Regions from separate parts of the Mus musculus genome. Here regions 1 and 3 are each linked to region 2. Evidence: chromatin contacts called from public Hi-C data. All regions are on one chromosome and are shown on one strand. Each heading gives the region's core, a stretch centred on a gene start, on an enhancer-like site or on the middle of the called end of the contact. The rest is flanking DNA. Distances are from core to core; before and after follow the strand shown.

Region 1 (4,744 bases), core at 1,990-4,489, 320 kb after region 2:
AAGCCCCCTTAAGTTTCTTTAGTCCTTCCTCTAACTCCTTCATTCCCCATGCTCAGTCCAATGGTTGGCTGCAAGCATCTGCATCTCTGTTGGTCAGGATCTGCCAGAGCCTCTGTGAGAGAGGATGAATCTAATCCTGAAGAGACTTGTGCCAGGGTCAAGGGATACCCAGGAGGGACTTCCACCATCTCAGAGGAGAAGGGGGAAAAATGGGGGAAGGGGGCATGGGGGACAGCAACCAGGATGTAAAGTGAATAAATAAATTAATTAATGGGGGGAAAAGAAGATGAAATAATTTCCTTCTTTCATTTTTAAAGAGTAAGCTTTTTAGGAGAACCTACATTTGTAAAGAGTGTATACAGTAAAATAAATTGTATTTTTTTATCTTCTGTTTTTTTTAAATATGTATTAGTTGCATGTTTTAGTGAGGTTTATTGTATTATTTCCACACACTGCATATCATACACTGCTTAAAGCCACTTTTCCTTCATTCACAGCCTCCCACTTTATTCTCTGTATATCAGTATTCTTTGTTCAAGTGAGTGACTTTTGGCTTTCTAATTAACTTTTGAGCAAGGATTTTTTCCTAAATATTTATGGCTATATTTATGACTAATCACTTGTTATTGGATCACACATCAATGGCTGGTCCTTGGAGAAGACTGATTTCATGTTATTCAGCAAACACTAGCCTGTAGTAGTTCTTCTATGGGTCTAGGACCTGGGTCCTTGTGAGATTTTCCCACCCACTTTAGCATGTCAATCAGTGTAATTATGTTTTAGAAATTATTTAAACAGCCATATTACCACTCCTGGGCATATACCCAAAAAATGTTCCAAGGTCACATGCTCCACTATGTTCATAGCAGCCTTATTTATAATAGCCAGAAGCTGGAAAGAACCCAGATGTCCTTGAACAGAGGAATGGATACAGAAAATGTGGCTCATTTACACAATGGAGTACTACTCAGCTATTAAATAAAATGACTTCATGAAAGTCTTAGGCAAATGGATGGAACTAGAAAATATCATTCTGAGTGAGTTAACCTAATCACAAAAGAACACACATGGTATGTACTGAGTGATAAGTGGATAGTAGCCCAAAAGCTCATAATACCCAAGATACAATTCACAGGCCACGTAAAGTCCAAGAAGAAGGAAGACCAAAGTGTGGAGGCTTTGGTCCTTCTTAGAAGGAAGAACAAAACACCCACGGGTGGAGACACAAAGACAATGTGGGGCAGAGACTGAAGGAAAGGCCAGCCAAAGTCTGCCCCACCTGGGGATCCATCCCATATATAGTTACGAAACTCAGAGGCTATTGTGGATTCCAAGAAGTACTTGCTGACAGGGGCCTGATACAACTGTCTCCAGAGAGGCTCTGAGAGATCCTGACAGAACAGATCTGGATGCTTGCAGCCAACCATTGGACTGAGCACGGGGACCCCAATGGAGGAGTTAGAAGAAGGACTAAAGGAGCTGAAGGAGCCTTATCTGGTATCAATGGTAGGGCAGGTCCTTGTTCCTGTGAAGGCTTGTTGCCCCAGTATGAGGAATGTTAGGTTGGTGAGGCCGGTGTGGGTGGGTATGGAGGCACCCTCATAGAAGCAAGGTAAGGGGGAATGGGATAGGGTGTTTGCAGAGGAGAAACAGGGAAAGGGGATAACATTTGAAGTGTAAATAAATAAAATAATCATTTTTTTTAAAGTATGAGAACATCATGAATTTTGCAGGCAAATGGATGGAACTAGGAAATACCATCCTGAGTGAGGTAACTCAGACCCAAAGGACATGCATAGTATGTACTCATCGATAAGTGGATATTAGCCAAAAAGTACAAAATACCTAGAGTTCAACCTACAAACTGTAAGTGTAACAAGCAGAAAAAATATTAATCAAAACATGATGTGATGTTGCTACTTTATATATATATATATATATATATTTTTTTTTTTACGTTAAAAACAAGTCATGAAGAAAGAAAAAAGAAAACCATGGTTTTCAACACAGAGTTTTAATGGAGGTTAGAGACACAGAGTTAACTTAGGAAGCAGTTACAGACCTGAGACACAGGAAACAAAGGGTAAAGATAAACAGAACCTAGGAGATAGCAGGAGGTGCCTCACATCTGGTACTATGAAGAAAGGATGTATGCTGCTGCCGGCAGTGGGTTCCTCTGAGAGAAAATTATGAGACTTCTTATAGAAGTGCCAATAGAAGCAAGAGGCTGGGACTACCCTACAGCTACCATCACAAACTGATGCTTAGTGGTTGAACAGAATAGTAAAATAGAGACTGGAGAATGCCTTGCCCCCTCTCCCACTCTCACATTGCAGTATCAAGTCTTACTCAACGCTTTCAGAAAGCTGAGTCTGAGGTATGTGACTTCTAAGGTCACTGTCCTGGAATCCCAGAGAAGAGTAAGTAGAAGAAAGAATGTGAGAGGTTAACAGACAGTATAGATAGACAGCTCACAAAACTAAGTAAAACTGTGGGTACAAAACTGATGTTGAAAAAAAATCTCTTACAGAATGGGTCATCAAGGGATTTACACATGAGCAAATGAGCACAGTTGAGAGAAAAGAAGGAGAGATGTTCCATTCTTAATACACACGGGGCTGGAGAGATGACTCAGCAGTTAAGAGCACTGACTGCTCTTCCAGAGGTTCTGAGTTCAATTCCCAGCAACCACATGGTGTCTCACAACCAGCTGTAATGGGATTCGATGCCCTCTTCTGGTGAGTCTGACAGCTATAGAGTACTCATGTACATAAAATAAATAAATCCTCAAAAATAAAATATACAACATGAACCAAGAGAGAAGAAAGGAAAAACATTTCAAGTTAATAGAAAAGATCTCTATTAAAAATGGAGGCTAGTGTTGCACATATGTAACCCCAACACTCACAAGGCTGAGCCAAGATTTCAAGACCAATCTGGAATGCACAGTGAAACTCAGTCTCAAAATAAACAAGGGTGCAGGGTATAAGTCAGTGGCAGAATGTTTGCCTAGCATGCAAGGGTACTGAATTTGATTCCCCAGAACATAGGAAGCAAAAGTGAAAAATAACAGTATTTAAAATACTGTGTAATGAAACAAGATCGAGACATGACTCTTAAATCAGTCCCACGAGCCACTATTAAATGTTTCATAAAACCATGCTCCCTGAAATATAGGCTTGACTAGGTCAGGCTCATGAGCTCCACTAGTGAGGAAAGGCCCCAGAGTTAGACAGACCAACAGTGACATCTGCTGCCAGGGACTTACTCTGAAAGTGGCCTGCTGCAGCATTTGCAAGTAGAGTCCTGCCAAACCGAACTGATGAGTCAGCAGGCAGGAACTCCTGTTTGTCGTTTATGCTATTAGAAGGTTTCCCAAGGCGAGCACAGAACATGGGAAAATGGGAATGTTTGAAAATGTAACTAAAACAAACAAAAACAGTGGAGGCTGAGTTGTAAGTGATGAGACAAAGACCTCACTCTATCGTTCTTCATCATGTTCCCCTTTAGCTAAGTAAATTCAAATGAATTCTGTAGTTGTTAGCAAACATGAACTTTTCCGTGAAAAGGATTAATTAAACCATTGCCAGCTACAGTGGATTCCAGCATCATACGCAGGCCAAAGAGAAAAAAGTCCAAAGATCAAAGGAGAGTGTGCATAAAATTTTAGGGTAACCCTTACTTAGAAAACCACTTCCTAATTATCTGTCTACCTACGTCCTTCAACATCTGCTGACCCTCGGGCATTTTTTTTTTTTTTTTTTTTTACTTTTCTGAAAGCTAATGAACATAAGGTTTGAATCAGACATCACATTTAAAATAATAACTGCCAGTATAAAATGTTCAATGTGACTCAATTCTGTAGAGCAAAAGATATGAAAGAAAAAGGAGTTCGGTTCTCGTTTATAAAAATGCAGAATGATAATGAATTCAGTTACTGTGAAAGCAGGTGAGCACAACCAATATTTGTATTAAAGAATTCCTGAGTTTGTAGTTCTTTTCAAAGATTTCTGCCATACTTAATGTGGCATTTTGAGCAAATTATACTTCTCTGGGCCTCATGTTCCAGTGCTGCAAAAATGAAAAGATTGGACTATATGTAGGATGGCAGATGGATTACCTGCTTATGAATTCATCTTATAGCTACATGCAGACTGCACCAGCTGGGTCTATTGTGGATGACAGAACTGTGGAGTCTCCACGTGCACCTCATAGATGATCTGGTTTGCTGTGGAGGACAGAAACATGGAGTATCCATGTGCACCTCACAGATTCTTGCCTCTGGCAGGAAGATCTTACTCTCCCTGCTAACCCCCAGTCGTTGATTCTGTTATTAGCTACGCGTTTAGTGCAAACTATGATTTCCCTCTACAAGGTGCTCAACAAATATTATTTCTGGTATTCACAGTATTCCAAAGACAAGGAAAACAAGCCTCAGAAAATACAAGGAATTTCCCAGAGTCAGAAAACATGGAGTCAATAAGTAAGATAATCTCCTGCCACTCCCTGTCATAAATTATCTTAATTTCTCATATTTTGGACCATACCCTAGCCCTCCTAAAACATAAAAGCCATATATTCTAGCATCATTATGCATTGTCTGCCTGTACCTTAATACACACATGTGCCTGCACAAAGAAAATGCAGCTGTTTGGGCATGAAATTCAGCTAGTCCATACAAACCTGAAGTGACATTACAGAAGCTCTGGGGCAAAAGCATTCAAGAAAGAAAGCTTTTCTTTCA
Region 2 (4,415 bases), core at 126-2,625:
TATTCTTTCTATGGATTACAAACCTCTTCAGCTCCTTCAGTCCTTTCTCTAGCTACTCCATTGGGGACCCTTTGCTCAGGTCCAGTGGTTGGCTGTGAGCATCTCCTTTCTATTTGCCAGGTTCTAGCATAGTCTCAGAAGACAGCTATATCAGGATTCTGTCAGCAAGCACTTCTTGGCATCCACAATAGAGTCTAGGTTTGGTGTCTGTATATGGGATGGATCCCCAGGTGGGTCAGTCTCTGGATGGTCTTTTCTTTAATGCTCCACACTTTCAGTATTTCCTCCCATGAGTATTTTGTTCCCCCTTCTAAGAAGGACTGAAGCATCCACACTTTGGTCTTCCTTCTTGAGATTCACATGGTCTGTGAATTGTATCTTGGGTATTTCGAGCTTTCAGGCTAATATCCACTTATTCTCAGTACCTCCTTTTAGATGAATAAATATCTGTTCATGTCTCTACCAAAAAAGTCATATAATGCAATCAATGCACAAAGTGGTGTTGACAGACCCAAAGACATGTTAGGTAAGAGCCATTGCATGGATAACATCATGGGCAACTGAGATTCCTCTACCTGAAGATAGTAAGTGTATGATGGGAGATTGTAATTTTGTTGTTATATTGGCAGTTGTATGCTCCATATGATGGTTAGTGAGACACAAATACAAGGATTATCCTTTGGAAAGTAAAATGTCTTCAGGGGAACTCTAAAACCTGTTTTTCTTTTATTTAATTTTATTTTTTTACATGGTATTGGGTGGCATTTTTTCCTTGATGAATAAATCTGTCAAACAAATATAAGAATGCACCTCAAATGACTTATATTGAGTACAATGAAAATAGTTCCTGAGAAGTACATGTATATTTGACTGTATGCAGACCATGAAGGCTGCTGAGTCGCCTGAGTTATGGATAATAAGACCAAAAACTGAGGCTCAGCTGTCTATACCGTAAGAACTTTCCACAAAGGGGAGGAATTACAATGGAAAAGAGACCTGCATCCATGTCTGATTTGACAGGAAAAAATAAAAGGATAGCGGGATGAAATGGAGATGTTTGCTTGTTGTTCCTCATAGTTGGCAAGGAAAAAGAAGACCTATGAGATATGTGCTTCCTCTAATTTAAAACCTTGAAACCTAGGCCAATAGTGGGAAGAGAGGAATGTAGACAGCCTTTAAGACTCCACTAAGTTCTGCACTTTAATACAAAAGAAATGGAAATCATAGTTGAAAAGACACACAGAAACCTAACCTATGCCCCCAGCATAAGAAATATCTGATAATTACAAACGAATCAGCATGCATAGTGCTTGACTTTTAAACAAGGAATAACACAAGTCCTCACAGCCTGGCTCATGGGACTGTGACTCGTGGAGGGAGATAGGATCAGTCTGCTTGCTCTTTAAGTGTGTGCTATGACTTCACATTCCTCTTTGAAGCAAAGGCTGCATAACCTGAGATGAAACTAGGGAAGTCAGTCTCTGATGAATGGACTCATAGAAGCCAGCAGGGACACTTGCTTGTCATCTGAGATCTTTATGAATATCAGAACCTGGGATACAATAGAGGAAAGACATAGATTATTGAGGAGATAGGTCATGCCAGATGCAACAATGTTTTACAGTCCAGTGAGCTAAATAAGACTAGAGACTTAAAAAAAACTTGATCCAGGTGGACCTCTGGACCAGAATGTGGCTTTAAAGGCTTTTTTAGGCCCCATAATAAGATGTGATCTTTATGAGTAGAAGAGGCTCTGTGTTCTAAATGATTTAGCTTAGCATGTAAATTTGGTTCTTGGCATAATTCATAGCAAAATTATAGTTATAAAGTTGCAACGAAATTATTTTATGGTTGGGGGACACCACAACATGAAGAGCTGTGTTAAAGTGTCATTGACATTAGAAAGGTTGAGAACCACTGACTTGGAAGGCGATTTGACCTAAGCTCATCTTTTAATATCACACACTGGGGATTCAGAATGAGTTTCAAAGGGAACAAAGCATAAAAACAGCAATATTTATGATGGAAGAAAGACAAAGGACAATTTACAGGAAAAGATGTCACAACCCTCAGAGCAAGGAATGCAGCACATTTCTTCAAGGACTTATTCTGAGAAAGAGTCAAAAAGCATAGAGACATATGCTGTGAAATAGGATGAACAAGAGAATAGTCAACTGAAGTCATGTCTTCAACAGCCATGTGGGCGAGGTCTCCTTAAAAGAAACATTAAGTGCAAAGTTGCTCCACTCTAGGCTTTCTCACAGCCTCCTACGTGGCACTTAGACACGAAAGTGATTCATTTGGAAGGGTGGCTGAACATGATGAAATGTGTGACTAATTGGAGAATAGTAGGTCAAGGGGTAGCTAAGAACATGTGGAAAGTATCCTTGTACAGATGGCCGATGAAATCAGCTGTCTCAAAAACAATGACCTCAGAGAACAGAACATACAGTTATGGGGCAAGATACTTATGAAAGGATAATGTGGGCAAAGCTGGGTTGAGACTTCAGAGTTTAACTTAAAAATAGGAAGATTTAATTTTGAAAACTGACAGAGGCTATAGGGACAAAAAGGAAATGAAACAGGAGGCAGATACCATTGCTGTTATGATAAAACAAATGAGTCTGGTTTTCAAATTTTCTCTTGAATTTGCTTTCACTAGAGCCAGAAAAGTCTCTCTGAAGTCAAGACCATAGCTGTTCTTCAGAGCCTTCCAGGGTCAACATCACACAAAGAAACCTGTAAGAGGACTCACAGTGCTCTGGACCTCTGGATTCTCTTGACCCTTAGAGCTTCAATTCTGAATACAGATGTTTCCAATTCACGTTACATTTTTTTTCCACATTAAACTAACAATTGTAGTCATTCTGAATCTCCAACTGCCTTTCTTTATAAGTGAGAAAATTGTTCACATTACCACCCACAGTCCTGTCTTCCTCTACTTGAGTCTCCATTTAATTTTTTAACGTTTATTGGTTATTTTGTTCACATTTCAAATGTTACCCCCTTCCCACTTTCCCCTCCACAAGCTCCCATCCTCTTCCCCCTCCTCCCTGCCTCTATGAGGGTGCTTCCCACTCCCCTCACCCACCCACTCCTGCCTCAGCGTCCTATCATTCCCCTACCCTGGGTAGTGGAGCCTCCAAAGAACCAAGGGGCTCCCCTCCCAGTGATGCCTGCTAAGGCAATCCTCTGGTACATATCTAGCTGGAGCCATAGATCCTCCCATGTGTACTCTTTGGTTGGTAGTTTAGTCCCTGGGAGCTTTGCAGGAACTGGTTGGTTGATATTGTTGATCTTCCTATAGGGTCACAAACCACTTCAGCTCCTACAGTCCTTGCCCTAACTTCTCCATTGGGGTTCTGCACTGCATACATATATGTTTGACTGCATACATCCACATCTGTGTTAGTCAGTCTCTGGCAGAGCCTCTCGGGGACAGCTATACCAGTCTCCTGTCAGTAAGCACTTATTGGCATCAGCAGTAGTGTCTGGGTTTGGTGCCAGCAGATGGGATGGATCCCTAGGTGGGGCAGTCTCTGGATGGCCTTTCCTTTAGGTTCTACTTCACTCCCTGGATTTCCTTTTGACAGGAGGAATTCATATTAATATTTTTGAGGTAGGTAGGTGGCCCATTCCTCAACTGGGAGCTGTGCCTACCCATTAGATATGGTCTCTACAGGTTCTCTCTCCACTTTGTTGGGTATTTCAGCTAATGTCTTCCTGTTGGGTCCTGGGAACCTCTTGGGTCCCTGGCATCTGAGACTTTCTAGTGGCTAACCAGAGTTTCCCCACTGCTACACACCTACTTTGAAATTCCTGACCTTCTGTACTACTCCTATATTTCCTCACATACCTGAACTGCTCCCTCACTTATTAGTGAGTACTATGAGCATAGTGAAGCAGGTGTCCTTGTTATATGTTGAAGCATCTTCTGGGTATATGCCCAGGAGTGGTATATCTGGGTCCTTAGGAAGAACTATTTCCACTTTTCTGAGGAATGTCCAAACTGAGTGCTTGTACCAGCTTGCAATCTCACCAGCAATGAAGAAGTGTTCCTCTTTCACCATATCCTGATCTGTTACCTGAGTTTTTGATCTTAGGCATTCTGACTGGTATAATGTGGAATCTCAGTGTAAGCTGCCTGCGGCCACACTAACTGGGTTCCTGAGTGGGGTGCCGGAGCTGTATGGAAGGAAACAGCGAGAGAAATTATGGAGGCCAAGACATGTTTCAAGGCCCCCAAGTTTACTAAGAGTCTGTGCTTATAAAGGGGTGGAGGCCCATCCCCCACCAATCCATTCTTGATGCCTGTTGCCAGCATGTAGGAGATCTGCTGGATGCTGTCTCTGGAATATCTCAAGGGCCTCTCAGCAGGTAGCAGTGTCTTGGAGAAGAGCAGCAGCAGTTAACAG
Region 3 (4,716 bases), core at 383-2,882, 410 kb after region 2:
TCAATAGTGTGTGTGTGTGTGTATGTGTGTTTTACATGTATATGGGTATTTTCCATATGTATTTGTGAAGGGTGCTGTTCAGAAGTAGCTATTCATCTGTTAATGGAGTTTCTAAGACATGGGGCATTCATCATTGTAATGCCAATGATCACCTTTTCACTGTGTTGAGACAAGCATCATATAGACCAATCATCAATAAAGCATTGAGAGAAATTGAACTCTAAAGTCTTTTTTCTGTAAGCTAAGTGAGAAATGGAATTGGCCTCCTGTCTCAGCTCAAATAACTACTGAGCAGAGTTATTTGGAGTTAGAGTGGTTAATAGTAGTTAGAGTGGTTATCTATAGTTCTTGGGTTCTGTTCTCACCACCAATATGGTGGCTTACAATCAGCACAATTCCAGTCTCAGGGGATCTGGTGCCCTCTTGGGAACTCTAAGGGCATGGGGCACACACATACTGCACATGCATACATACAGGGAAAACAACCATACACATAAAATAAATATTAGTACTAGTAGTAAATTCTAAGGATAAATAAGACTGGACATGTATAGGCCAGTGTGTTGGTTAAGGTCACATTCAGCAGAAAATGTTTGGAGGTTTGATAATGCCTACACTATGAAAATATTTTCAACCTCTGCAACATTCTTAAGAGGTTAATGTTTTCCTACTGTCTTTAGGCTATTGGGCTTAAGTATAAATTGAAATTCCTTTTCTTTAAAAGTACCATTTAGCTGTAAAGGCAATGGCTGTGAATGTGCCTGACAAGAAGAAAAATGTTAAATTTCTTAATCCTTTGCCTTGAGCCTGGAAAGTGTAAGAAGACAGAGAGGCAGAGGCAATGTTTCTGCCACTCAAAACAGGGCTGCAGCTGTTTTGCATCAAAGAAAAGGGTTTTAAACTCTACCACGCTGAGTTTAGAATACCTTAAAACTGCCTCCCTGTGCATTGAAAAGGAATGTCCACATTCTTAAGAAAGGTTTTAAGTTATTTACTGACCAACATCTTAACGTGACCTCGATCTAAAGTTTTAAGCACAAAAGATAAAACTCCTAATGCCTTTGCAAAATCTAAACTCCTCCAGCAACTGAGCAGCTGGCTATGATTAAAACTGTAAATAGGTTCAAGAGACAGAATCCTTTCCCAGGTCCTCTGTTTATGAATCACCCACCCAGAGACATAATTCTAGTGGAAAGAGAATTTCCTTCTAAAGCAAAAAATAAAGTCTCAGGCATACTGCAGAGGCCTCATCGTTCACCCACACTGTTGCTCTGCACAAACCAGGCTCATCTTTCTTTGCCATAAGACATTTGTAATGTTGATGTGTAATCAGGAAACAGTTTTCTCTGGTTTTCATTTTCATGGGAAAGGAAAACATTAAAGCTGCCTTCCCAGCAATTGCAACTTAAGCTCCAGATCTTGTTATGGCAAATGAAAGATCTTTTACCCAGCAAGCAATGTGCTTGGTGGTGAAAATCAAGCAAGTTACTTAAGGGTGCTCAAACCAAGATTAGACAAGCCAGACTTGAGCTCCCCCTGTTCCAAATGCAAATGTTTAGTTTACAGATCAAGATAGAATCCACTCTAATCTGGGGTGGCGCAGGGACTGCACTGGGTTGTTTAGGCAGTTATCTAACAAGTCCCACACTGCCTGTCAGAAAGCCCCTAATCTTCCTGCCCCAGCAAGAACAAAGGCAAGTGAATATTAACCCAAGTAAAAATGAGTTACAGGGGCTCTGGCTTAAGCTGAAGTTTTCTTAGGCAAGTTACTTCAAACATAGCCATTACTTTGAACACACTGCCAAATATATACCTGCCAAGTACACACACACACACATACACACATGCATACATACACACATACATATACATACACACACACACATGCACTATTGTGCCTGACCATGGCCACTTTTTTTTCTTTTCCTCTCAGAGAGTGTGATATTGAGAAAAGTAAATGCATAGATAGTATTAATATGAAAAAAAGAATTGACATACTACATTCAAATCAGACTTGAAAAATCTGCAACTGCTCTTTATATGGTATGAAACATAAAGAGAATAACCCTAGTGACTATGGTTGCCTTTAATAGTAATGCCTAAGGTGAAGTGACATGACTTCTAGGACTCCTATATACCTTCATCATCACCTTTGCTTTGCATTACTTTTCTGGATGTTGAATAGAAGCCGTGAAGGATAGATTCACCGTGCCCATGTCACTGACTTCCTGTAGAACAAGGTCACAGATGCACATGTGGCCAGGGCATTTTGTGTAAACTGTAACACTATCCACTCACACTGTCCTGAGATAGCCAGGCATATTGGTGAGGCAGCAGTGTTTTGAAATAACAAATTGGATTCTTTATTTAACTGATCCTTTCAAATTTTGTTGAAGAAACTTAACCTGGAAATAATAAAGCCGAGTAGAATAACTGAGAGAGCTCCAACCAAATGTTCTGCAAAGGTCGTTTTCCTGATGCGGTCATTGATCTGAGAACCTGCATTGGTCTTCACTTTCTTCGAAAAGTGAAGTCTTATGTAGAACCTTTTACTTCCCGGTGTCTATTCTTACCCAGAGATATACTTCCTTTGTATTTTTGGTTTTGTTGTGATAGTTGTTGTGTTTGTTTCAAGACAAAATTTTGCTAGCAAAATGGCACCAGATAGATTCTGATGTCATGGACTTATAGAAATTACCTTACACTCTGATTTTTATTGCCCTACCTTTACTACTAGGCTATGTACCCTAGTCCACAGGAAATACATGTCTAACTGCCCAATTAAAACTAAAGAATCAAGCCGGGAAGTGGTAGTACACGCCTTTAATCCCAGCACTTGGGAGACAGAGGCAGGTAGATTTCTGAGTCCGAGGCCAGCCTGGTCTACGGAGTGAGTTCATTAATTCATACTAGCTCTGAGAAATCATTAACATGAGAGTTAGTTTTCTACTTCGTATTGGGAGAGAGAATAGCAAACTAATAATTACCAAAAAAACAAACAAACAAACAAACAAACAAAAAAAAAAAAAAACAGATTTCCCTAGCCCTTAATTGCTTCAAACTTATCCTTTACTGCTAAGATGTAAAATCATTTTTGAAAAAAGTAAAACATAAACTTTAAAATACCCTTTTCTAGGACTGAAAATGTGACAAAAATATTTAATGGACCTATCATTTTTCAGAGACTTCCGTAAGTTAAATAATAGGAGGTTCATGGGTTATGAAATCATTAGATCAAACTAGAAAACCTACAGAATTTTGAAATTGTTTTCTATCCCAAGCCATGGTTTATGGAAACTTTGAAAAGGCAAGCATGCATAAAGCACATTTGTATTATAATTATAATTCAGGCAGAAAAAGCAAAACCTAAATCAAGTTTGGTGTCAGGCACTAAATAAAAGTGAGCAAACAAAGAGTTCTTTTCCTAACTTAGAAGCAGATACATAAAATAAGAATGAGTTTCTAACGCTTTTTAGAGATGTCCAGAAAGAGTCCCAACAATAACTTGCTTCTCTTTCAGGCATTCAAGACTCAAAGATACCTGATTTGAGACTGAAATAAATACAAAACAAGCAATACAAAACCCAAGTTTGAATTGGGTTTCAAAAATTTATTTTTGAACATTGTAAATTTGGTTTTACTTTGCAAGGAACATTCTGTCTGGGTACTCGAGGTGTTCCTTGGTTGTGGGTAATATACCTACCATGCACTCATCAAACTAGACACTGAGAAATGCCAAGTGGTCCTTTCCCCTCTAGTACAGCACTATTTCTGGGTACTGCAACATTCTTTACTAAAATTTAGCTTCCGAATTAAGAAGCTATAGGTGAACTTGAATGATTAATTATAAATGAATGGGTTTTTTTCAATGTTTATATAACAAAGCAGTCAGTTCTCAACCTTTGGGATAAGATCAAGTCTATAACAACACAAAACTTGTGTTAATACACATGATAGTGTCTAAATTTTTAATCTCCTCATATATTTTATTATATGCAATTAGAAAGTAACACATTATTGATACAGATATTTAAATTTTCATTATGGAAAGTTCTACATAATTATCTAGTAATAACATAAATCAATATACTTTAAAGTTCTAATTCTTTGTTTTTAATTCAAGAAAGTTTTATTTTCCTATTTCTAGTTTTTTTCAGCATGACTGTTGGCCTCATCTGCTTTTCAGCTCTCATCATGTCATCTCCATGGAGCCTTGGGAAAGCTTTAGGAACCCATATCAGAGCTTGATCTGTGCTCCATAAGCTATTGCACATTTTATTTGTCTACCAGGAAACTATTCTGCCTTCATTTGCCAGGGCAGCTCCCCTCTCTTTAAATCCCCAAACCACAGCATCAAGTGCTTCTTAGTACCTCAGAAAGAATACTGCTTCTTTCCTGTCAGAGATTTTAATTATGGTTTATTTCTATGTGTTTCATCACTGTACCATTCAATGCTCTTTATGAACAAGAATCTTCTATCCAACCAAGGTGTCAGCCCTAAACATACATACATCTGAACAAAGCTAAATGGACTCATATATTCGTCACACACACACACACACACACACACACACAGAGAGAGAGAGAGAGAGAGAGAGAGAGAGAGAGAGAGAGGAAGAGAGAGACTCATTCATTAGTCACAGAGAGAGAGAGGCACACATATATACATGCACACATGCACATATGCATACACGCATACAAGCATGCATGCAATGT

The links. A called contact is a pair of places that touch in the nucleus more often than the background predicts.
Region 1: a contact with region 2 is called in a Hi-C map of uterus, with 3 times the contacts expected there. The contact joins two enhancer-like sites. A contact is called at or near these places in 2 of 39 promoter capture datasets (cranial neural crest and pre-B cells), 5 of 484 Hi-C or Micro-C datasets (adipose-derived mesenchymal stem cells, embryonic fibroblasts, muscle stem cells and 1 more) and 2 of 115 datasets of contacts at active chromatin or transcription factors (embryonic fibroblasts and heart atrium).
Region 3: a contact with region 2 is called in a Hi-C map of uterus, with 6 times the contacts expected there. The contact joins two enhancer-like sites. A contact is called at or near these places in 1 of 15 datasets of contacts at CTCF or cohesin (the NIH/3T3 cell line), 6 of 484 Hi-C or Micro-C datasets (the C2C12 cell line, embryonic fibroblasts, embryonic stem cells and 2 more) and 5 of 115 datasets of contacts at active chromatin or transcription factors (cardiomyocytes, embryonic fibroblasts, embryonic stem cells and 2 more).

The regions. Positions count from the first base shown.
Region 1 is chr1:45,669,687-45,674,430 of GRCm38.p6, forward strand. No RefSeq gene overlaps it. Among named protein-coding and RNA genes, the nearest start is that of Gm23216, 14 kb to the right of the region's middle. Within about 2 kb of position 3,240, at least 50 of the 459 cell types and tissues checked have an H3K27ac peak or open chromatin away from gene starts, as enhancers often do. A contact at or near this core is called in heart atrium, muscle stem cells and uterus, where this site is marked.
Region 2 is chr1:45,353,811-45,358,225 of GRCm38.p6, forward strand. No RefSeq gene overlaps it. Among named protein-coding and RNA genes, the nearest start is that of Col3a1, 44 kb to the left of the region's middle. Within about 2 kb of position 1,376, at least 52 of the 459 cell types and tissues checked have an H3K27ac peak or open chromatin away from gene starts, as enhancers often do. A contact at or near this core is called in embryonic fibroblasts, heart atrium, muscle stem cells and 1 more, where this site is marked.
Region 3 is chr1:45,759,984-45,764,699 of GRCm38.p6, forward strand. The region is part of intron 1 of Gm51621 (a long non-coding RNA gene); the gene reads right to left. Among named protein-coding and RNA genes, the nearest start is that of Gm51621, 2.8 kb to the right of the region's middle. Within about 2 kb of position 1,633, at least 61 of the 459 cell types and tissues checked have an H3K27ac peak or open chromatin away from gene starts, as enhancers often do. A contact at or near this core is called in embryonic fibroblasts and uterus, where this site is marked.